Linked DNA regions of Hordeum vulgare: region 2 is linked to region 1. Evidence: chromatin contacts called from public Hi-C data. All regions are on one chromosome and are shown on one strand. The core of a region is the stretch at or near the end of the contact, and the rest is flanking DNA. Distances in the headings are between cores, read along the strand shown. Region 1 holds the start of LOC123448059 (stress response protein nst1-like). Region 2 holds the start of LOC123448065.

The links. A called contact is a pair of places that touch in the nucleus more often than the background predicts.
Region 2: a Hi-C map of seedling shows a contact between it and region 1, with 7 times the contacts expected there. The contact joins the promoter of LOC123448065 here to the promoter of LOC123448059 in region 1. A contact is called at or near these places in 2 of 6 Hi-C or Micro-C datasets (leaf and seedling).

The regions. Positions count from the first base shown.
Region 1 is chr4H:112,893,979-112,899,862 of MorexV3_pseudomolecules_assembly, forward strand. LOC123448059 (stress response protein nst1-like) reads left to right here and starts at 2,889. Exons shown (of 3, transcript XM_045124830.1): 1 at 2,889-4,660; 2 at 4,771-5,723. The coding sequence starts at 3,308.
Region 2 is chr4H:113,814,194-113,820,077 of MorexV3_pseudomolecules_assembly, forward strand. LOC123448065 reads right to left here and starts at 2,869. Exons shown (of 9, transcript XM_045124834.1): 1 at 1,917-2,869; 2 at 1-132. The coding sequence starts at 2,147.

The DNA.
Region 1 (5,884 bases), core at 1,639-4,138:
CAAACTCCTCCCCTTCTCCACTATTTCGGCTGCGTAAGCCCATGAGGCTGGCCGCCCATCCCACTAGGGGCTGGTGCGCCACCTCTTAGGCCTATATGCCCCCTGGGGTGGTTGTCCCTCCTGATGAACCCCCGAAACCCATTCGTCACTCCCGATACACCACCGAAAATGCCCGAAACTTTTTCGGAGCCCAAATACCCTCTTCCTATATATCAATCTTCGTCTCCGGACCATTCTGGAACTCCTCGTGACATCCAGGATCTCATCTGGGACTCCGAACAACCTTCGGTCACCAACATACATAACTCAACTATACCGTAACGTCACCGAACCTTAAATGTGCAGACCCTACGGGTTCGAGAACTATGAAGACATGACCGAGACACTCTTCGGTCAATAACCAATAGCGGGACCTGGATGCCCATATTGGCTCCTACATATTCTACGAAGATCTTTATCGGTCGAGCCTCTGTGTCAAGGATTCAGTTAATCCCGTAAACTATTCCCTTTGTCCATCGGTATGTTATTTGCTCGAGATTCGATCGTCGGTATCTCTATACCTAGTTCAATCTCGTTACCGGCAAGTCTCTTTACTCGTTCCGTAATACAAAATCTCGTGACTAACTCTTTAGTCACATTGCTTGCAAGCTCATTGTGATGTTGTATTACCGAGTGGGCCCTAGAGATACCTCTCCGTCATACGGAGTGACAAATCCCATTCTCGATTCGTGCCAACCCAACAGACACCTTCGGAGATACTTGTAGAGCACCTTTATAGTCACCCAGTTACGTTGTGGCGTTTGCTACACACAAGGCATTCCTCCGGTGCCCGGGAGTTGCATGATCTCATGTTCATAGAAACAAATACTTGACATGCAGAAAATAGTAGCAATAAAGTAACACGATCATATGGTACGTTCATAGTTTGAGTCTTGTCCATCACATCATTCTCCTAATGATGTGATCCCGTTATCAAATGACAACTCATGTCTATGGCCAGGAAACCTTGACCATCTTTGATCAACGAGCTAATCCTTAGAGGCTCACTAGAGACAGTGTATTGTCTATGTACACATGTACTTGAGTTTCCAATCAATACAATTCTAGCATGGATAATAAACGATTATCATGAACAAGGAAATATAATAATAACTAATTTATTATTGTCTCTAGGACATATTTCCAACACTTTTGCTTTGTGATAGCTATATTGTTTATTGTTATATATCTTGCTATCACTTCGTTGTTTATCTTGCTTAGCATAAGTTGTTGGTGCACATAGACGAGCCTAGTTGTTTTAGGTTTTGTGCTTGGCTAATTAAACGTTAGTTTTATTCCGCATATGTTCAAACCTAAACCGTAATTATTTTAAAGTGCCTATTCACCCTTTCCATCTAGGCGACATCCACGTCCTTTGAATATGTATACTAGATCTTGTAATTTTACCATATTTTTTTGTAAACTAGGTCAAATTTGAAGAGTGTTAACACATGACAGTTGTAGAACTCCAACTAATGTGGAATGCAAGGAAGTATGGTTTTCCAAAGTGAAAAAGCATCCATCCAAGCTATGTAAGGTACAAATGATTGTTTGACTCAATATAGCTCCACAAATTTTATGCATCGTGGGTTTCATAAAACATGCTAATTAAGAGTACAAACGTGTAGTGGAAAAATACCTAGATGTCCTAGTAAGATTAATCCATTAGTATAGTGTTGGACACTTATGCTGATTTAGTGATTACATAGTTGCTTTGGTCCCGAGTTGATGACATTTATTAGAAAAGCTGAAATTATGATGCTAGTTATATGTATAAAAATATTTTTTTGCGAGGAAGGACTAACAATGTTTGGAGTGACGTATATTTCAAGGGCACCTTTGAGTTTCTGAGTTGCAGGTTCCCCCAAAAAATAAAAAATAATAAAAATAATACATGATTGAAGTACCACATGGCCTTTAATGCCGTAGAGTCGTGCACATAAAAAACTTAATAATTTGGAGTAGATGTGATTTTTCCTATAAAACATGTGAATATAAATGAATACTCCAGAAAAAAAAATCTAACAATCGAAAATTTTCTTCAGAATTTCTTTAATCAAAATGTATACTCATATATACATCCGTTTAAACGACAATTAATATGGATCATATGGACTGTCTATTTAGGCCTTTTCCAGTGCTCCATGGTGGATATGTGCTAAGCATGTCACATAAGCAAAAAAATGACATGACATAACAATTAAGGAGGAAAGAGAACACATTGGTGATCTCAGGAAGAACCAATGCCATACACGTGAACCCAGGCAAACTACTTAAATGAAAGAAGATGACCAATGCATGAGAGAGTTTAGGTGCTAAATCATTAAATAGAGTGAGCTTACCAACAACAAGTTAAGCACCTATGCATTGAAAAGTTGAGTTGCTAAGCCATTTAATGCTCTTAGCACCACATCTTAGCACCTTTGTATTGGAAGCAGCCTTATAAAATTGCGTGTGAAAGAGTATTTTTTTTGTGAGGAAAAGAGTAAACAATTTTCAACTTCAATTAATGAGTTGTTGCCCAAACAAAATTAATTATAGAAATCTACATATTTATCGTTCATCATAAAAGGCAGTCTGACGCCGTCTCTCGCATGCAAAAGTAGTTATGGACTGATGCCTACTTTTCTCATACAAAAATAATTACGCATCATTTGCAGGTAGAGAAATGTAGCTATCCATGGTAAAACAGAAAAGGCAGTCTGACGCCGTCTCTCACATGCAAATGTACTACCAGGTTATTGTAAAACAGAAATGGTAACACGAGAGCAATCCAAAAATGTACTATTATTAATACAGTAGTTAATAACCAGAGGAAAAGGAGGCAAAGAATGACGACGCTCTATGCGAGTTTCCCTTCTTCCCTCGCCGACCAAACCAAAGGCAAAGAGGACAGAGGAGAGGAGAGGAAAAAAAAAAGATCGAAGGAAATTACACAATCCGAGAGCAAACCTAGGGTTTTCGCCATGACCACCGCGCACCTCGAGCTCCTCCGCTCCTCCTCCATTCCCAATCTCTCCTAGGGCGACGCAGATACCCGCATCCCGCATCCGAGCCGCCTTTCCTTTCCGCCCGCCCCCTCTCTTCCTTCCATCCCAGGGTTTCCCTCCCCCCTTTCCCCTTTCCGCCCTCAAAGCCGCCGCATCGCATCGCATCGCGTCGCCCACCCAGCAAGCAAGCAAGCCGCCCGCTCTCGTCGTGGGATTCGGGGGGAGGCGCTGGCGATCGAGCTCCGGGCGAGGGCCTCGGCAGCGGCGGCGGTCGGATAATGTGTATACTGTGCGCCGTGCAACGGTGGTCGCGCCGCGTCGCCACCATGCTGCCGTGGCTCGTCCTCCCGCTCATCCTCCTCTGGGCGCTCTCCCAGCTCCTGCCCGCCGCCTACCGCTTCGAGGTCACCTCCCCGCGCCTCGCCTGCGTCTCCGTCCTCCTCCTCACCCTCTTCTGGTACGAGATTCTCCTCCCGCGCCTCTCCCTCTGGCGCGCCCGCCGCTCGGCCCGCCTCCGCGAGGAGCGCCGAGCCCATGCGCTCGAGCTTCAGAAGCTCCGCAAGACCGCCACACGCCGCTGCCGCAACTGCAACAATCCCTACAGGGACCAGAACCCCGGCGGCGGCAAGTTCATGTGCTCCTACTGTGGCCACGTATCCAAGCGGCCTGTGCTTGACATTGGCCCTGCGGGGAAGGTCCCGGCTGGCTGGCCTTGCACTCAGGATTGGGCCAATGCTGTCGGTGACCCCGGTTACTGGCTTGACCTGCAGTGTTCCACCGATAATTCCTACTCAGGCTTCTCATGGCGGCTCTTCTCGTGCTTTTGCACCAGCATGTCATGGTTCTGGAAGAAAGTCTTCAGGTTTGGGTCATCGGTGGACAGCGGTGGATTGGGCCGGGATGGCAGAATGTTGACAAAAGCAGGGGACAATGGAGGGAAGGCTGAGGAGAGCAGATTGGACAAGGCGAAAAGGAAGGCTGAGGAGAAGAGGTTGGCCAGGTTGGAGAGGGAAATGCTCGAGGAGGAGGAAAGGAAGCAGCGCGAAGAGATGGCAAAGCTAGTGGAGGAGCGGAGAAGGCTGAGGGATGAGAAGGCAGAGGCTGAGGAGCGATCCAAAGGCGCTACTCCCGTCGGGGAGAAGGATGCTAGGAAGGAAGCAGAACGTAGGCGGCAGGAGAGGAGGAGAAAGGAAGACAAGGGATCAAGCAAGAGCAATTCAGACTGTGAGGATGTTGAGAGAAGAGTAAGCAGAGAAGGTGAGAAGAAGCGTGACTTTGATAGAAGGAATGACACAGACAGGCGGGATGTGGCAAGAGTTGGGACAGATGGATATAAGCCCAATAACTTTGAAGCTAACAGTCAGGGTAGCAAGATAGCACAGAGCAAGACGAAGTACTTTGGTCGCATGACTGGAGGTTTGTTATCTTCTTCCAGAGGTTTTGGCGGTGGTTCCTTTTTTGGTAGAAGTGCTCAGGCCCCTGTTCATCAAGCTAACAGGGTGACTAAACCGCTCGTTACTGCAACTGACCAGAGTATTAAAAGAGACACCCAACCTGCAGCTACACCAGCACTGGCCAAATCTGCTACACCCGCAGAAACTAGAAATTCATTGACTAATTTTAGTCGACCTGTAAGTAAAAGAGCATTGCTATGTACTGTTTTCATCTGAACAAATAACCCATGCTGTTTTCACCCGATTGACCATCTTACATTTTATGGTTTGTGTTCTGCTATGTGCAGGTTAGTCCAAATATGCAGGCACATCCTACAGGCCTTAAAAAGTCATGGCATCAGTTGTTTAGTCGCTCCGCTGCAGTTTCCCCTTGTCCCGATATTACTGCTTCAGCTCGTCAGAAGAACATGCAGCCTGCCCCAAATGGTGCACAAATAAGTAGTGCCCAAAATTTCCTGGCTCAGTATCCTCCTCTGGACAGCACGCCGAAGTTAAGCCAATCCATGCACTCTGCAGGGTTTTTGCCAGTGAATGGAGCATCTGCCAATATGCAGCTGTCTCATTTTCCAGCTGGACATTTGCCCTTGGGTAAAGTTGCAGAAGCAGCATTACTGGAAGAACCCGAGCAATTTGAGGACCCATGCTATGATCCAGATGCCATCGCATTGCTTGGTCCAGTTTCAGAGTCCCTAGACAACTTCCCTCCAGACTGGGATAGCAGATTCACCTTGAATGATGTTACAAAGGAACCACATGTTAGGAACCCCATGCCTTCACCAATTGAGTCTCCTCTATCAAGATCACGAACTGTTGAACGAAATCCTATCAGACCCTCACATTTCTCTACTGCAAAAGGGCATAATGGTTCAATGTCAGCTGAGGCTACCAATGAGCAAGGCACATGGCAAATGTGGAGCACGCCACTGGTTCAGGACAGTTTAGGCCTGCGAGGTCCTCAGGCACAATGGCTTTTACCAAACACAAATCAATTCAACCATGGCATCAGTCACTTGAATGGTGGAAGTGGAACAAGAAGCCCCCTCGGTGCTGGTCTGAGTGACAATGATTTATGGCCGCAGAAATCACCCTTCCAGCAATTGCCTCTTGATACAAAGAGTCTGTTCCTTTCACACGACATGTCAGAAAGTGCTATACACAAAGACTCGGGTTTTGGATCTCCAAACAAAGCAGCCCGTGCGCACCCCTTTGGGCCACCTGATCCTTATCATTCTTGGTCCAAGTAAGTCCTCTGTGACATTGTTTTTTAGATCTTCTACATTTTCTGCAGTAGTTAAGTTTTATATATTTACCAATTGTTTGATACTCTTAACTTGAGTTAAACTCTGGCCATGCGTTGCAAACGGATAATCACCCCCACAGGCTCACACCCTAGTCCCCATA
Region 2 (5,884 bases), core at 1,619-4,118, 920 kb after region 1:
TTCTTCTGATTCCAGAACAGCGCGAACCTCATTTGCTAGGTTTTCGTCAGAGCTTGCGGAACCAAATGCAGTCAAGTCGATATCTCCATCAGGAAGATATGTTTTCAGTGGAACAGATCCAAATGGAAACACCTATGTTTTCCACACAGAAAAGAAGAGGTTGATTATATACTTCACATTCTGTCCAATTATTAAAAATAAGATGCACCAGTCCCGGCTAGGGAATAAAATTTCATGCAATAATTATTCTCCTATTTTTGTACATGACAAAATCTGAGATTTCCAGGTTATCTATCTAATGCCATGTTGCTACCCAGCATAATAAATAGACTCCTCATAAAACAACTCACTGTGAACCTCTTGCAGAACTTTTATGTGCATAATGTGTATACTTGTTTTGCTGTTTAGTACTCAAATCTGTACTTAACAACTGATACTCCATTTCTGTATAGAATAATTCATGTAAAGAGGGCCCTGAAAGTACAAACTTCAAGGTGTATAGGAAGCTGTACTGCACAACTTCCTCGTCATCGATGCTAATAGTGAGGACAACACAAACATCGGTATCATAGAGATATGACTCAAACACGTGCCAAAAGTGTCGATATTACTTGCATGTTTGTCGTGTGAGATATCATCTAGTAAAAAGCACTTGTGCATGCATGACACAAATAAGGAACCCTTCCGATCTACTGATTTTCACTGAAACCAAAATAAACGTACAAGTGTGTGCCTCATATACCATTCATCTCAAGTTATGGCAAGTTGGCAACCACTCACCAGATCCCATGTGTTTCACATTAACAATGATCCAAAAAAAAACTACATATACCTAATAGTGTAACAGATATCCAGGTATCACCTTACTCAGATTAAGATAAATATACCGATGAAGTAAGGACATGAAATTTCTTGAACGTGCAAATATAAAATAAGGGCACTAAAAGGCAGTGAGAGACACATCATGAAAACGGTCACTAATTTACATACGACACAACCAACTGGCCACCCCAAGGTCAACAAAGTCGATGTTGTCCGATGCAGTGCCCAGACACGTGTCATGCATCATTTCACTCACATAAATAGATCATCACTAAACCATACGACGTGAGAAACTGGAATGCATGCCCGCTAAGGACATAAAAACATTTGTGCCCAATAAAAGCATGATAAATCTAGCTCTCCAGCAACAGGAGAGGAGGATCTCTAGTATACCAACTTGTACATCAGTTTGGTGGCATCACTAGCGCTGGCGTTAAAAAAAACATTTCAACCATTAGCGTATTACAGCAGAGTTAAACAAAAACTCAAGCATAGTAACTATGAAATGAGCGGCAACACTTCACAATTGCACCTAGCAGGTTATCCAGACCACATTTCCATGCCCTAAAGGATGACTCGGAACAAGTGTGAGGAATTCTCCTAAAACATCCTAAGACAGCTACATAGACATGATCCAGAGACTACGTCACACACGTAACTACAAGTGTACGGCGCCCATGTCCTTGATGCGCAAAGCAAAGCTGGGGAGTTTGGCAGCATCACTAGTGATAGCATGATAGCATAATAAAAACACTTCAGCCATTAGCGCATTATGGTCGAGCCAAACAGAACCGCAAGCACAGTATGTATGGAATGAGCAGCAGCACTGCACAGTTGCACCTAGCAGATTATCCAGACAACATTTCCATGACCTAATAAAGGATGAATAATCCGAACAACTGTGAGTAATCATCGTAAAACCATGCTAAGACAGCTACATAGACATGATCTGGAGAACATTGCACACAAGTACCAAAGGTACAGCGACGTGCCCATGTCCTTGATGCGCAAAGGAACACAGAGCTTCTAAGCAAACGATAGAGCAAGGCAAGCACCACGGAGCATGCGAGAAAAGAAAGGAGTGGGTTGGTTACCTCGCAGCCGACGCTGCACCTGATGAGGCGCTGGACGTAGTGCACGACGGCGGCGCGGCGGTCCTCGGAGGAGACGGACGGCTGGATCCGGCCCACAACGGCGGCCGCGGCGTCCTCGAAGGGCCGCCAGGCGCCGGCGGAGATCGAGGACGGGTCCGGGTTGGCCGCCGCCGCAGCCGCATGGTCGGGCTCCTGCACGAGCACCACGGCGCACTCGTGGATGTCGACCATGGGCGCCGGAGCTCGGTCGCTCGCTCCCTCGAAGCCCGCCGAGGCCGCGACCCCTCGCCCGTAGACGAGGCAACCGCCCGACGGGGGCGAGTCGGGCCCAGAGAGGCGACGGCGGAACCGAAGCGCCGGACAACGGCGAGCCCCCGGAGGAGCGCACGGCGGGGGCGGGACGATCGGCGAGGGCGGAGGGGAGGGGGTCGCGATCTGGGCGGGCGCGCCGGCGGCGAGGGGACGGGAGGGGATAGGGACAGCGGGATTAGCGGAAAAAGGGAAGACGGAGAAGAAATGGATTTTTAATACGTGACGGGAGGAAAAAAGGGTCAGGTTTTTCTCCCTCGCCCGTCGCCTCTCCTCCCTGCTCCCGCGCGTGAAGAGAGAGACGAAGAGGCGATGACGTGTTCTATCTCCGCGTGCGCGAGGCTCGATCGGCACGCACGCACGCACGCAGCAGCGGAGGAGGAGGAGGAGGGAGGGGGAAAGGGGAAGACGAACAAGAGAGAGAGAGGAGGAGGAGGAGGAGGAGGAGGCGACTTGAAGCCAAGATTTCCTTTTCGTCTTTCTTTTCCTTTTCTTTTTCCGATTGCCGGAGAAAAGATCTCTCCCTTTCCTTGTCCTGCTCCCAGTTCCTGATCGGCGGCGTCGCTCGGCTTGCTGCTAATGGAGGAGGCCGCGCCGTTGGGTCTTCCCTGCCTTTGGATTGCGTCGTCGGTAAACTCTGGGGACAGTTGGGAGATGTGCGACCGTCGACCCACGGACCAAGACTTTCAGCTTTCAGGGCCCCGTGCAGTGCTGGTGGAAGCTGCGTCGCTTCAAACCAATGCACCAAAATAGAATGCACTCGCAACTTTCATGATCATCGTAATAGCCATCGATTGGACATGGTTTTGTGGTTTTTCTGGTATCCTGCCCACTCGTGGCTAACTACTCTAGATTTTTCTACCAACGATTTGTTATTATGTAAAGCTGGGTAGAGTGCAGCATAGGTGTTAATTCTCGAGATAAATGATACATTAAGCAAATACTCCCTCCGTTCCTAAATATAAGCATTTTAAGAAATTTCACTAGGGATCTACATACGGAGCAAAATAAATGAATATACACTCTAAAATATGTATATATACATCCGTATATAGTCCACTAGTGGGACCTTCAAAAAGGCTTATATTTAGAAACGAAGGGAGTACGTGTTAAAAAAAATAATGGATGATAAGTTGCCGTCAACCAATGTGTCTATTAAAATTGCCAAACAGGCGAATTCTATATATATAATACGTCTTTGCATGCTTTTAAGGGGAAATAGCATTGACATTAGATTTTTCATGACTCCAAGCGAGCGTTTTGCATACCGCTGGATGTAGCGCACGAATCTCCACGCGCGGTGAATGGATGACTCGGTGAATGGATGACTCGGCTGGAGCGAACCGTTTGTTCATTTGATTAGTCTTGCGACCATTTCTCGTCGCCACGGCCCGAACACGTCATTGAGTGCATGAGGAAAGAGAGGATGCATACATTTCACGAACATTTCTCAAGTTGTGTGTCGTCTTCCTCTCCCTTTCCATTTCTCACTCACTTGTCGCCTCTCTTCATGTAAGTTGTAGAAACTTCATTGCCTTAAACCTATGTACCAAAATAAAATGCACAACAACTCCATAAACATCGTAATAGCCACCGGTTGGCTATGGGTTTATGGTTTTCTAATATCATGTGGACTTATGGTTAACTACTCTAAAATTTCTATGGACGGTTTGTTATTATGTAGCGGTGGGTAGAGCGCGCAGAGTGCGACATAGATGTTAGTTCTCGAGATACATGGTATGTTAAGCAAGTAGCAAGGTCACATGATGAAAATGGTGGGTGGTAAGTTGTTGTCAATCGACATGGCTATTAAAATTGTCGTGCATGCTGAAAGGACGTGGATGTCGTCTAGGGGGTGAATATGCGCTTTAAGATAACTGCGATTTAGGCTTAAACAAATACGGAATAAAACTAATATTTAATTAGTCAAGCACAAAACGCAAAACAACCAGCCTCGCCTATGTGCACCAACAATTTATGCTAAACAAGATAAACAACTAGGTGATAGCAATATATATAACAAGAAACAATATGGCTATCACAAAGTAAAGTGCATAAGTAAAGGTTTCGGGTAAGAGATAACCGAGGCACGCGGAGACTATGATGTATCCCGAAGTTCACACCCTTGTGGATGTTAATCTTCGTTTGGAGCGGTGTGGAGGCACAATGCTTCCAAAAAGTCACTAGGGCCATCGTAATCTCCTCACGCTCTCGCACAATGCAATATGTCGTGATTCCACTAAGGGACCCTTAAGGGCGATCACCGAACCCGTACAAATGGCGACCCTTGGGGGCGGTCACCGAACCAGTACACTTTGGTAACCCTTCGGGATGGTCACCGGAACCCGTGTAAATTGCTCGGGGCAATATCCACAACCTAACTAGAGACCCTGACACTTGCCCGAAGCTTTACACCATAATGATTAAGCTCCAAGGCACCAACAACTGTCTAGGGTGCCAAAGCATCCAAGAGGAACCAGCTCTGGGGTACCAAGCACCCAAGAGTAATAAGATTCTTAACTTTTCACTTCCACGTATTACCGTGGAGAACTCAAATCGATGCAACTAATGCAATAATAAGAACATGCGAAGTGGTCAAGTCCCTCACACTCAAATCCCACCACAACAACAAAGCTATGAAGGAATATGAGAGGAAGAACAAAATAATTCCAAGATCTTGATCCAAGGGATTCCCCTCACATAGAGGAGAAAGTGATTGGTAAAAACATAGAAGTAGATATCCTCTATCTTTTCCCTCGAGAACTAGTACGAATCATTGGAGGGGTTGAGGGTTAACAAGCTCAAAGAAGACCAACAATGGAGGGGAGGGGAAAACAAGCTCCAAGGATAAGATCCATTGGGGAAGAAGAACCCCTTTTATAGGAGGGGTGAAAGCACATATGCTCCCTTGGTGGTTTTCATAACTCATAACAACATATAGTGTGTCTTGGACTAACACTTTTACCTAGCATATTTTAGGTATAGTCCACACAGAGCCTTGGCCAAAGGACTGTGAGGAGAAGCGCCTTGATGCAAGGAAAGGGATAGGATTGGCTCAAGCTTCTAGCAAGAGGACTCTACATTTTATATTTGTGAGAAATCACTTTGAGTCCATAGGAAAGCCAATACTATTAAAAGGGGGTGAGGTATTATCATGAATTGGTTGCTCAAGTGCTTAGAGATAGCCACCAAAAATATTTAGTCATTCGCCCACAAAATATCCCTGTCCAAAGCCAAACTAGCAAAATCGGTGCCACCAACTTCTTCCACTCGGCCCTATCGATTTTCCGCGAGACAAATCCTTTGCCAAACCCTAATCTCTCGGTACCACCAACTTTCACACTGGTGCCCCCGAGATTCAATGACCAACTTTCTGTTGAGCAAATTCTAAGAATCGGAATTTCCGAGATTGGAATCGGTCTCACCGAGATTTGGAAACTGGTCTAGGTCATCGTATCGGTACCACCAAGATTCATATATCGGTCTCACCAAGAATCCAAAAGTTGCCACATTTAGTGCAACTCAGTACCACCGAGATTATTTTCAAAGTCGCCGAGTTGGGAAATAATGTTGTAACAGTTGGATTTTGGGAGGTGCCTATATATACCCATCCACCTCCTCTCATTCGCACATAAAGCACTCGGAACACACTTACACTT